3 separate regions of the Mus musculus genome follow, and regions 1 and 3 are each linked to region 2. A link is a contact called in public HiChIP or PLAC-seq and promoter capture Hi-C data. All regions are on one chromosome and are shown on one strand. The core of a region is the stretch at or near the end of the contact, and the rest is flanking DNA. Distances in the headings are between cores, read along the strand shown. Region 1 holds the start of Il20ra (interleukin 20 receptor, alpha). Region 2 holds the start of Map3k5 (mitogen-activated protein kinase kinase kinase 5). Region 3 holds the start of Map7 (microtubule-associated protein 7).

Region 1 (3,463 bases), core at 391-2,890, 220 kb after region 2:
TTTGGGTGTCCTGGGATAATTCAGCCTGATCCTATCAACACTTGTATAGCTCTGAATTTTGTGCAAAAGCAGTCCCAAAGTTAAACTATTATCTATTCATGAATGCTAGTGTTATACAGTTCTTAAAAGTCCATATTCGCGCAGAAGTGAAGATTATCCATGGGTTCAGTGGTTAAGTGTAGGAACGGTATCCAAGCACCTACTATACCTTCTAACTGGTTTTCCTGTATTCATGAAGTACGTGTGGAGGTCGGTCCCATGCTAAATGCTGGGTCTCATAGATCAAAAAAAGCCCAGTGGTGTGTGTGTGTGTGTGTGTGTGTGTGTTTATGTGTGCGTGTGTTTGCTTTAGATTTTGCTGTTAAGTTAGGAGTATTGCTGCCTTCTAATATCATTTTGCCCAGTTAGTGAGCAAGTTTTATTTCTCACATTAACACCAAGCAAGTTCAGTATGGTAGCTCTATTGCACTCACTGTATGCAGAGATCTTCCCGTAATCATTCATATAGATGTATATGTATATGTGTGTGTATATGTGTGTATACATATGCTTGTCTCTCATCCCCCTTGATGACCATACTTAAATCTCTGTCTAGACCTTTTATAATAAACTTCAACTGTGCTTTAAAAACAGAAAATGAATTCATATCAGGGATATTTGAATAAGCCTTTTCACATTTGGCTTATCTTGGATTATTAAAATATAACCATATACTTGCATAAATTTAGAACTTAGAAAATAATCTTCTTGTATAGACTACACGGTTCAGAAACCGCTCCAAGGCCAGCGTGCATGCTTCCGGCCTCTGAAAGGTAGTGAGCATCATGTTTTCTCTGATTGAGGTCTCACTTTTTTTCCCCACTCGCTGGTTTTTCCAGGCTGGAGCACAGGTGCTTGAATCAATTTTATAAAATTACAATTGATATTTTGGGAAGCTTTGTGGCTGTTGTCTTTAATTGAAACCGTGAGATACCTTGCTGAGATACCTTGCTTTTTAAAGAGTATGTTTTTATATGGCAGAAAAACAGAAAGAAGGAAAAAAAAAGAAAGAAAAAGAAACTTTTAAAAAGTGAATCAGCTTGGCTTTCTGAATTCCAGCGGTTACGGTTTAAACTTTAAAACAACAGAGAAAATCCTTCTAGTGCTTTATGTCTTACTGTTTTATGCTTTGTTATTTCTCAGAAGTACGTATACGCACACGTCAGGATTGCCAGGAAAACGGGATGTGGCTTACCCTTTTGGGGCTGATTTGGCTTTTCCAAACTCTGATCCAAGCTCCCACAGGCTATGAATCTTGGACTTGCCAAGGTTTTAGTGCGAGCCGCCCCTTGCCATCACTGTCACCAGTTTCGAGGTACAAGTTTTGGGCCACTCAGGAGGGCTACTACCACCCCTGTACCCCCCAACCCCAGCTCGGATTCAGCAAGCTGGAGCCCGGCGTGGACCCTTTCAGGCTCCTGCCAGGTAGCCCTTGCCGAGAGGAGCGACTCTCCTACCTGCGCGTCCCGAAGCGGCCAGCAGCAGAAGCAGCGTGAGCAGCAACAGTGGCGGCGGGTCCGGGTGGCCCGGCGCCGGGGTCCCGGGAGTGTGCATGGGCTGTCAGTTCGGGTCACATCTCGGGAACGCGGCGTGGCCTCCCCGGGGCTCCTCTGCAACAGCGAGACCCGGGCGATGGAGCCCAGAGTCTGCTGTGCACAACCAGCTCCCCCTGCAGGGAGTCCACGCGAGGGTGGCTGTCTGGGTTTCAGTTCTGAGTCCACACAGGCTTCAGGGGGTGATGGAGAAGCCGATGAGCTCTGACTCAGTACAGCAGAGTCTTATCATTCACTTGAAATGTCAGGTTTCATCCCGGAAGAAGCTGGAAGGGTGAAATAGGTACATATTTCTCAACTTACTGTTAGGCATGCTGCTTACCCTAGTCGAGATTTCCTCCCCACACCCCGAAGTCAGGTATCTTTGCATTTTACAGAAGAGCAGATGCAACCTCAAAACACAATAGAAGTCTCCCAAATGGGAGAGGGCCATCCCCCAGCTAAGAGAAAGAAAGGAAAAGCCAGGGAACACTGTGACAGAGATGTGCAAGCAGACCTCAGGGCTCCTCCTTTCTAGGTAGCTGTAAACATTAAACACAATGCGAAAAGAAACAAATTAACCATGTACTTCAGGCAGACTCTCTCTTTCCTCCATAGACTCCTGTTGCAAATGCACAAATAAAGAGAAATAGCCCTAAAATTGAATCAACAGACATCTAGAAGAGTCTCAATAACTAAAAGAAAACAAAACAGACGAACAAAGAACCCCTTTTGTGGTGGAGGCAGTCAGAGATGCAGCCGTTTTTAGAATGCCTTACACTCCTGTTTTCACTCCTGTTTTTTTTCCGGCTCAAAGAGTCCTAAGAGTCTTGGATTGGATTTGAAGGCTTCTGGAGGGTTAAAGCAGACCCTGCTATTCAGTTGTGCTTCTAGTTCACACCGGTAGGGGGCCCTGGAGGAGGAGGGACAGGACCTGTTAGCTGTCCTAGTTTCCAGCTTCTTCAGATACACGAAGAATTTGCCTCGCTGGCTGGACCCAATTCTCATGGGTCCAAATCTCCATTTAGTGAAATTCCTTTATCTTCTGTGTAGTCATGTCTTCCTTTTGTTTCTCCAGCCTTAGGAGTGGAAACTGCAATCAGTAGCTACTAGTTTCAAACTTCGACTTCTTTTCTCAGTGATCGGTTCTCTGACATCTGCCTGTTAACTGTCATGTTTCTTTCCTTTCCTGCACAAACTGGGCTCTTACTGATTCATATGTAATCCCTGAAAAAAGTAAGAAGACAGTATGATAGCAACATATTCTTTTTATATCAATGTTAGGACATGTATGCATTTCTGTTTAAATATGACTCATTCATAGCCTTAAAGGAGCTAGCTCAAGCAGACAGCTACCTTGCTTTTTCAACTTACACACATATTTCTTGGGAGATAGTCTACAGCCTGTTCTCTTAGGCTAGAGATTGGAAGACAGCCAGACCCTGCCCTCTCTGGTGTTCTTTCTGATAGTACTCATGGGTAGCCAATCCAAGGTTCACTTGCAAGGACTGATCTTTCTATAGTAACAGATCCCTTATGTCTCTGCGAAGGCTGAGTTTGGCCCTGGGACTTCCTAGGTTCGAACTCAGTGATGTTTCCCATGCGCTGGAGAGGAGAGTTTCACATCTTATTTTAAACCTGTTACCCAGAGCTCGCCTTAGGGCACTTCTTTAACATCTTTTAGTATTTTTTTTTCCTTTGTACTCTTACGTTCTAACTTCCAAGCATATCTGTTAATTCCAGGTAAAGAAACAGTCCTTCCCAGGTTAAATAAACTCGAGTGTATCCTCCAGAGATCTGAGAATTAACACAATCACATAGGTAGTTTCTTCAACTTATCTATATTACAACAGCGTGTCACCTTTTATCACAGTGAAATCTTAGCTTGGAGT
Region 2 (3,323 bases), core at 823-3,322:
AGACTAACAGAGGACAGCTTTGTTAGGAAACTTTCCTTCATATTAGCTGAGGGTTTAAGACTTTTTTTTTTCTGGACTCCTAGGAAAAATAAGCCTACTCTATCATTGCAATAAAAATAAGCTCAAGTTCCTATTTGGCTTTTTTCCTCTCATATCATTTGGTTCTTTGAAGCGTCTTCCAAATTATAATCCAAAAATAAGAGTGCTATAATTTTTAGAAAAGTTATGTTTATGTAATTTTTATAACTAGCCACCCCAAGAACCAAGCTATAATATATTAAATTCATGTTCAGTTATGAAGACAGACTGTTTAAAAAATACCCAAACCAGAAAGTCTCAGTTTATTTAGTCTGGCTTTCTTAACATGAAGTTCTTCTTGTTCTTAAAATATTCAGCTTTGGCTGAATTCCAAAGCAGACATAAGCCTCCTTCAGGTGTTTTAAAGAGGCTGTAAGAGAATTAGATTGAAGTACAAAACCTTGTGATCACAAATGGGAGAAGCTCACTGTGTTTGAAGACAAAAACCAGGCTTCCCACCACCACGATTATAAAAATTAGCATGTCTATTTACTTGATCCCATTGGATTTCAGTAGCACACAACCATTCCTAACATTTGCTGACAGACGGCTGGCTAATTGCTTTAGTCATCAGAACTCTCTTAACAGTTTTTGAAATCTGAAATGGACTAAAAGGGAGACATTCCGGTGGATTACATTAACAATCACTTTAATAGTCAACCGAATCTGTCATTAAAATTGCATGGGAACTCTTTAAACCATGCCAAATTATAAACTCTTCCACTCACCACAGTATCTGAGGTAATTTTTTAAAAAAACAAACAAACAAACAAAAAACAAAACAAAAAAAACTGGTTCTTTGGGCAAGATTCTAACAAAGATCACACACATTTGGTGTGTTTCACGGTGCTTTTACTCCAACATATAGTTATTTGACCGTTCAAAGTAGTAAGAGAATGGGAAATTGAAGCCACCAAAACTCGAAGGTGAAATGAGTTGGGGAAGGTCAGGCCGCGCTTTGAAAACTCAAACGAAACTCTGCACACAGCTGGCTGCTTAGCATAAGGGCATTTCTGTACTCCCAAGACTGCACAGAGAACAGAACATCACTTCAGTGGGCCACAGGTGTGTGTTTGCAAAAGCAAAACCTACCCACCTCCTAACTGAAGAGAAGTGATTGAAGCAATTATTCGCAATGGTGGGAGGAAGTGTTTTTCCGAGCCTTGTACTTGGACCCAGGGTCTTCGCTGCCGGATAATGAATAAATCAGCGGAGGATCTCCCGCACAAATACAGTCACTTGCACCAGCACACCCTCAACTAGGAGCGGCCGGCCTGAATAGTCCTGCAACCACTCTTGCCGCTCTCAAGGTGAGGCGTGATGTAAATAGGAAGCTTGCTTCCCGCCCACGAAAAACAAAACAAAACAAAAATCCCCCCCCCCCCCCAACCAAGACAGCCAGGAGAAACCGGCTGGGCAAAGCAACGAGCCGAGCTGCCACTCACCTGCGTTGTAAAAACGGTCCAGCACGGCGGTTTCCCCGAAGTCCAGCTTCCCGAAATGCAGGGTCTCCAGGGTGGCGCCCACCGCCTCGCACGCCTCCCGCAGGCTCTGCAGGGCCTCGCTCTCCGCCACCACCAGCTGCCCCTGGCTCGCCTCATTGATCACATAAGCCACGGTGGTACGCCGGCCGCCCCCGCTGCCAGAGTTGCCCCGGCCTCGGGTGGCGCTGCTCCCGGGGGCGGTGGTAGGGCAGCTGGTGCCGGGAGCCGCCGCGCTCTCCACGTTCCAGAAACTGCCCGGCGGTGGCGGCGGCGGCGGCACAAGCAAGGGCTGCAGGCTCGGCTCTCCCTCCGCCGCCGTCGCCGCTCCTCCTCCCCTCCGGCAGCTGCCGCCCTCCGGGATGGTGCAAAAGCCCACGGACGCAAAGGGCGGCACGGAGAAAGTGATGCCCTCGCCGGCTTCGGTGCCCATCTCTGCCTGCCGGGCTGCCACGGCGGCGACCCCGGAGTCCCCAGCCCAGACGCACCGTCTGGCTAGCCACAGCTCCGGGCTGCTCCGCGCGCGCCGGGCTAGGCAGCTGCCATCGCGCGCCGCGCCTTCACCGCCCCGCCGCCGCCTCCGCTCGGGCGCCCTGTCCCCCGGGGCCACGCCGCTGCCCGGCGGCGGCTCGCCCCTCCTCGGCGCCTCCGTGGCCACGCCGCTCGCCCGCTGCAGGGTGGAGAGTCCACGGGGTGGGGACGCCGGCCGCGGCGAGCGGGAAGGGACAGAGCTTCCTCCTCTTGGCGGGCGGACGAGTCGGCGGCCAACCTGCGCAGCCCGGCTCAAGGGCGCCGCGCTCGGGGAGCCGCGAGCTGTCGCCTGCCGAGCGCGGGCCGGGCGAGGGCGCCCTCTGGGTGCCGGCGCTACCTGGAGAACACCTTACGCGCGGTGGGCGGGCTACCCCGAGCCGCGTCCCGGAACCTCCGTGGCCGCTCCCGAAAGGATCCGCCTCTCTGCTCCGCAACAGCTCCCTTGCACCGACTCCGTCTCCTCCACCACCACCTCCTCCTTCCTTCCTTCCCTTCCTCTTTCACCGGTTCGCCGCGCCCTCCGAGTCCCAGCGACCGTCTCGCAGCCGCCCGTCCTCTCGGCTACCCGCCTGTGGCCGCCCACTCGTTGCAGCACAGAGAGCCAGGGCCCGCCCCTGAGGAGGGCGCTGCTGGGAAGCTGCAGCCTGGACCGAACCCACTGCTCCGGGACCTCAGAGAACTGGGAAAGAGGGCTGAAACCCTGTGCGCGCCTCGCTGCGGGACGGCGCAAAAGAAGAGTCTCTAACCCGCACTGTCCCGGTCAGCCCGCCAGGCGTTTGCAGCGCTGGGCGCAGCCACCGCGCCTCGCTCGTTCTGGTCCGCTCGTGGGCAGCGCGTGGCGCTGGATGCACCGTGGCAACACGCGTGCCGAGAGGCGGGAGGATCCAACAAGCGCCCTACAGCCCAGGCCTCAAATGGAAAGTGGTTTATAAGTGACAGGGGCGCTAAATTTAGAAGTGGTCGGCTAAATTTATCGTGGCAGCCGCTGGTACTTTTCATTGTAAAATTTCCAGTTGCTTACGCTGTTATCGTTAATGAGTAATTGATTGGCTCCATTGCCGAATGACTTAATACTCTCATATATCATCTTAAAGTCACCCCTTCCTCAAAATGCCAGATACCTAAGATAGAAAATGCATGGGAAAATTATCATTCAGAGTTGAAAGAGAGAAGTTAACTTATTTCATTTTTTAAAACTGAACCATACACAAATGAAAAGGCTTGATTGCTTTA
Region 3 (3,291 bases), core at 777-3,276, 240 kb before region 2:
CATTTTGTTTCCTAGGTCATAAATTAGAGACATATATGGATGTAAAGAAACCCTGGTCATCCTTAATAGAATGGAATCCTCCCCATGTATCCCAACCATCAAGCACACGTACACACACACACACACACACGCGCACACGCGCGCACACACACACACAAACACACACACACAGACATAAAAAGGGATAAACAGCAGGGGATCAGAACTCCTTGGTTTAAGATTCTTGGTGGATACCCAAACATCTTTAGAACTGACTTTCCCCTCTCTCCTTTTCTTTTAAAGGAACTACCCAAGGACAGGTTTTATTTGGAAGGAAAATTAAAAACAAAGAAGCCAGGAAGAAAAAGTCATGAAAAGTAAGAAAAAATGGGTAGCTATCCAAAATGATAATTGCAGGACACTCCAGGGAAGACTCACCGAGCCAGGATGTTTTGACAAATACACCATGGGAATGCTTCAACAAATTGGCATTAACTTTAAAAAAAGTTCCCAATTCTGCAGAGAATAAATGACTGGCTGCTGACCACCTTGGAGGGGTCTCACTGAGAGCAGCCTGCTCGGACTCAGCTGTCAACCCATGAGCAACTGAAGAAATATCCCCCCTCTACAGCAACACTGAGTTTCTGAGGTCACTGGGCATTCCGACAGAAACCCCGACAACAAACAGAAATCATCTGCAGTGATAATACTCTTTTCAAGAATGGAAGAAAAACTTACTTTTGGGTTTAAAGTACACAGTTTCCATTATATTTAGCAAAAGCAACATGGTTCATTTTGGAGCTAGGAACAAAGCGTCAGTGGCTAGAGCCACACTATGGAAAATTTGATAATGTCGGTGATAGAAAATTTGCCAGTGACAGAATATAAGACCCAAACAGCTCATAAAAATAAACAGATAGGTACCTCTTCTGCTAGAGAGAACAGCTTGCAGGAAGACGCCTACAGGATGCTGGAAAATTTAAGTGCAATCCTAAAAGCCCTTCTTCAAAGATGCATGAGAGTGGCTATGAGACAACACCTCGGAAGGACATCCATGGGATTGAAGCCTGAGCAGCTGCTGCCATGTCATCAGCACAAGGGGACACTCAAGGCTCAGACCTCTGTGTTCTGTAGCCAGCATGTCTGAAGTGGCACAGAGTACTCAGCAGCAGCAGTCAGAAGCGAGACCTCATGCTGCTCCCTCTCCCTGGCTGCCCAAGTTTGCCTGCCTGCCTTCCTTCTCCCTCAGCATCTGAGTAGAAGGAACCTGGAAGCATGCTCATCTTCTGCCCGTGGGGAGGGAGCTCTGGAAAAAAAATCACTTTACCTAATCCGTCCTTTTTACAGAGAAGCTCATTTCACTGAAGTAAACAGAAATGATCCGACGTGGCTACAGGAAAGTGAGGGTACTGTTCCTTTAAACCCCTTGAAGCCAAATTTATTCCCCCACGAGGTCAGAGTCACTGGCCCCTGTTTAAATGAAGGAGTGAATATTAAAGACCTTTATACTAGGAAAATAGTTTGGGTCTTAAAAAGTAAGCTGACCTGAAATAGACCAAACCTACAAAATTTATTTCCACTCCATCAGACTCCATACCCCGAGGGTGTGCGAGCGTGACCAGCAAGCTGTGTTAGGTCACGAATACTCGAGAAGCAGGCATTGCGCGTGCAGTTCGGAACCCGTGCGATAATCAATGTAAGAACAGTGCTGGATCCGGCTCCAGTGAGGGGTAGGGCTGATGCATACCTTTGGGTCTTCTGGCATTTCCACTCTTCTGCAGCTCATCTTCCTCATTAATGGTGAATAGAGCAAGGGGAATTGTCCTTGCAGGAGTCTTCTTCAGTCTCTCTTGTCGGATCGCTGTAGCTGACCCAGGCATAACGCTGCTACTTGTTCGGCAATTATATTAAATATATATGCTTATGTAATTGCAGCTCCCAGAAGCTGCTAGCTCCTAAGCTGCCTGTTCATTTGAGCACTTGTAATAGATCCCCTATGGGTAAACAGTGAGAACAGCTGACAGATACTACCAGCTACTTGGCAACTGAGGTCCTGCTGCTGCCCCTCACCTAGCAGCAGCCCCCTCCCACTTATTCCCCCCAATAGGCACAGGCGCTGGTGAGTAAACACTCTCGCACATGCACACACGCGCACGCGCGCACACACCCATTTCAGAAGGCCTCTATTAAAGGCACGCAGGTTCCGATGCCTCCCTTGGACTGCCTAGCCTTGGTCAATCAGAGCCAGCTTTCCCAGTCTTCTTTTTGCTACCGCACAGCAAAACATTCAGCATGCAGCGGAGGGCAAAAGATGACATGATGCCTGCTGTGAACAGTTGCCCTGACAACCCTGACATAGCCTAATGAAGGAGGCTGGGAGCAGTTCCAGCTGCCCTGGGATGCAGTCCTCAGAACCCACCAGCAGAGGCTTAGCTGCACAGGGCAGCTCCCTCCTCCTCTGGGTGGCAGAGCTGAGCGGCGGAATGGTGGAGCAGGAGAAACGGGTTCGTCTGCAGGAGCAGCAGCTAATTCTTCAGGACAGGAGAGGGGTTTCCTTCTCCCCCTCCCTCGTGGTCTATTACAGTAAGTAAAGATAAGGCAGGCATCCCGCCGCCGCTGCCTCACTCTCCTGACACAAACACCCATGTTTGTATAGGCTGAGCCTTGGTGGCATCTGTCCTGATGTATGGGGCTTCGAATTCATTTTCAATGTGTTCTCAACTCATGTATAAACTCTCTCAAGATACACTGTTCGCTTCGTTCATGAGGCCCACCAGCACAATACCGAAACCCTCCAAGGAGACCAGAAATTGGAGACTGCCTCTTTCAACTAAAAACACTTTCTCTGAAAGTCAGGCTGAAAGGACAGAGACAAAGCCAAAGAGGGGAGTCCCAGCTGCCTGCCACTGCATGACAGCTCTCCTTATCCCAATGCCCGGGCGTCTGCCAAACAGGTCTCGGCTAGTCACCCAGTTTCGGTTCTTTAGGACTATTCTCTCAGAAGCATGCAGCCGCCGTATGATTTTTGTTTCGTTCTGAAGTAAGTTTGCTCATTTTAAGACTTTCCATTTTTATGTTGCTTCAAATTTGTACAGTAATTTTTTTTTAATCAATAGTTTTTATAGCAACAAATAACAATTCAAAAATGCTAATTGCTAAATGAAGGAAAAAAAAGTTATTTTCTTTTGGCCTTTAATCCAAATTAAATCTAATGTCAAAGGCAATCCTTCCCCCTAAACGACTCTCCTACACACTGTCAAAGATTCTAACTCCGCATATGTGTGGGACCTGGGGTCCCATGCCAAGGTGCCC

Evidence for each region. HiChIP or PLAC-seq counts read pairs in DNA pulled down with a chosen protein or histone mark. Capture Hi-C pulls out chosen DNA fragments and counts their contacts.
Region 1: a contact with region 2 is called in an H3K4me3 HiChIP or PLAC-seq map of embryonic stem cells, with 3 times the contacts expected there. The contact joins the promoter of Il20ra here to the promoter of Map3k5 in region 2. A contact is called at or near these places in 2 of 39 promoter capture datasets (embryonic stem cells and stem cell-derived epiblast-like cells), 1 of 15 datasets of contacts at CTCF or cohesin (large pre-B cells), 3 of 484 Hi-C or Micro-C datasets (all in embryonic stem cells), 9 of 115 datasets of contacts at active chromatin or transcription factors (bone marrow-derived macrophages, embryonic stem cells, large pre-B cells and 2 more) and 1 of 9 other capture datasets (embryonic stem cells).
Region 3: a contact with region 2 is called in a promoter capture Hi-C map of adipose tissue. The contact joins the promoter of Map7 here to the promoter of Map3k5 in region 2. A contact is called at or near these places in 10 of 39 promoter capture datasets (the C10 cell line, the HPC-7 cell line, the SN4741 cell line and 7 more), 3 of 484 Hi-C or Micro-C datasets (the N1E-115 cell line, cerebral cortex and embryonic stem cells), 6 of 115 datasets of contacts at active chromatin or transcription factors (the 230-238 cell line, astrocytes, embryonic stem cells and 3 more) and 1 of 9 other capture datasets (adipose tissue).

What each region holds. Positions count from the first base shown.
Region 1 is chr10:19,710,764-19,714,226 of GRCm38.p6, reverse strand. It overlaps Il20ra (interleukin 20 receptor, alpha), which reads right to left and starts at 1,640. Exons shown (of 7, transcript NM_172786.2): 1 at 1,497-1,640. The coding sequence starts at 1,593. All of the region lies in intron 1 of Gm33332 (a long non-coding RNA gene), which reads left to right.
Region 2 is chr10:19,933,275-19,936,597 of GRCm38.p6, reverse strand. It overlaps Map3k5 (mitogen-activated protein kinase kinase kinase 5), which reads right to left and starts at 2,072. Exons shown (of 30, transcript NM_008580.4): 1 at 1,524-2,072. The coding sequence starts at 1,992.
Region 3 is chr10:20,169,757-20,173,047 of GRCm38.p6, reverse strand. Map7 (microtubule-associated protein 7) reads right to left here and starts at 2,026. Exons shown (of 18, transcript NM_001358787.1): 1 at 1,727-2,026. The coding sequence starts at 1,859. Gm51795 (a long non-coding RNA gene) reads left to right here. Exons shown (of 2, transcript XR_003948992.1): 2 at 283-1,803.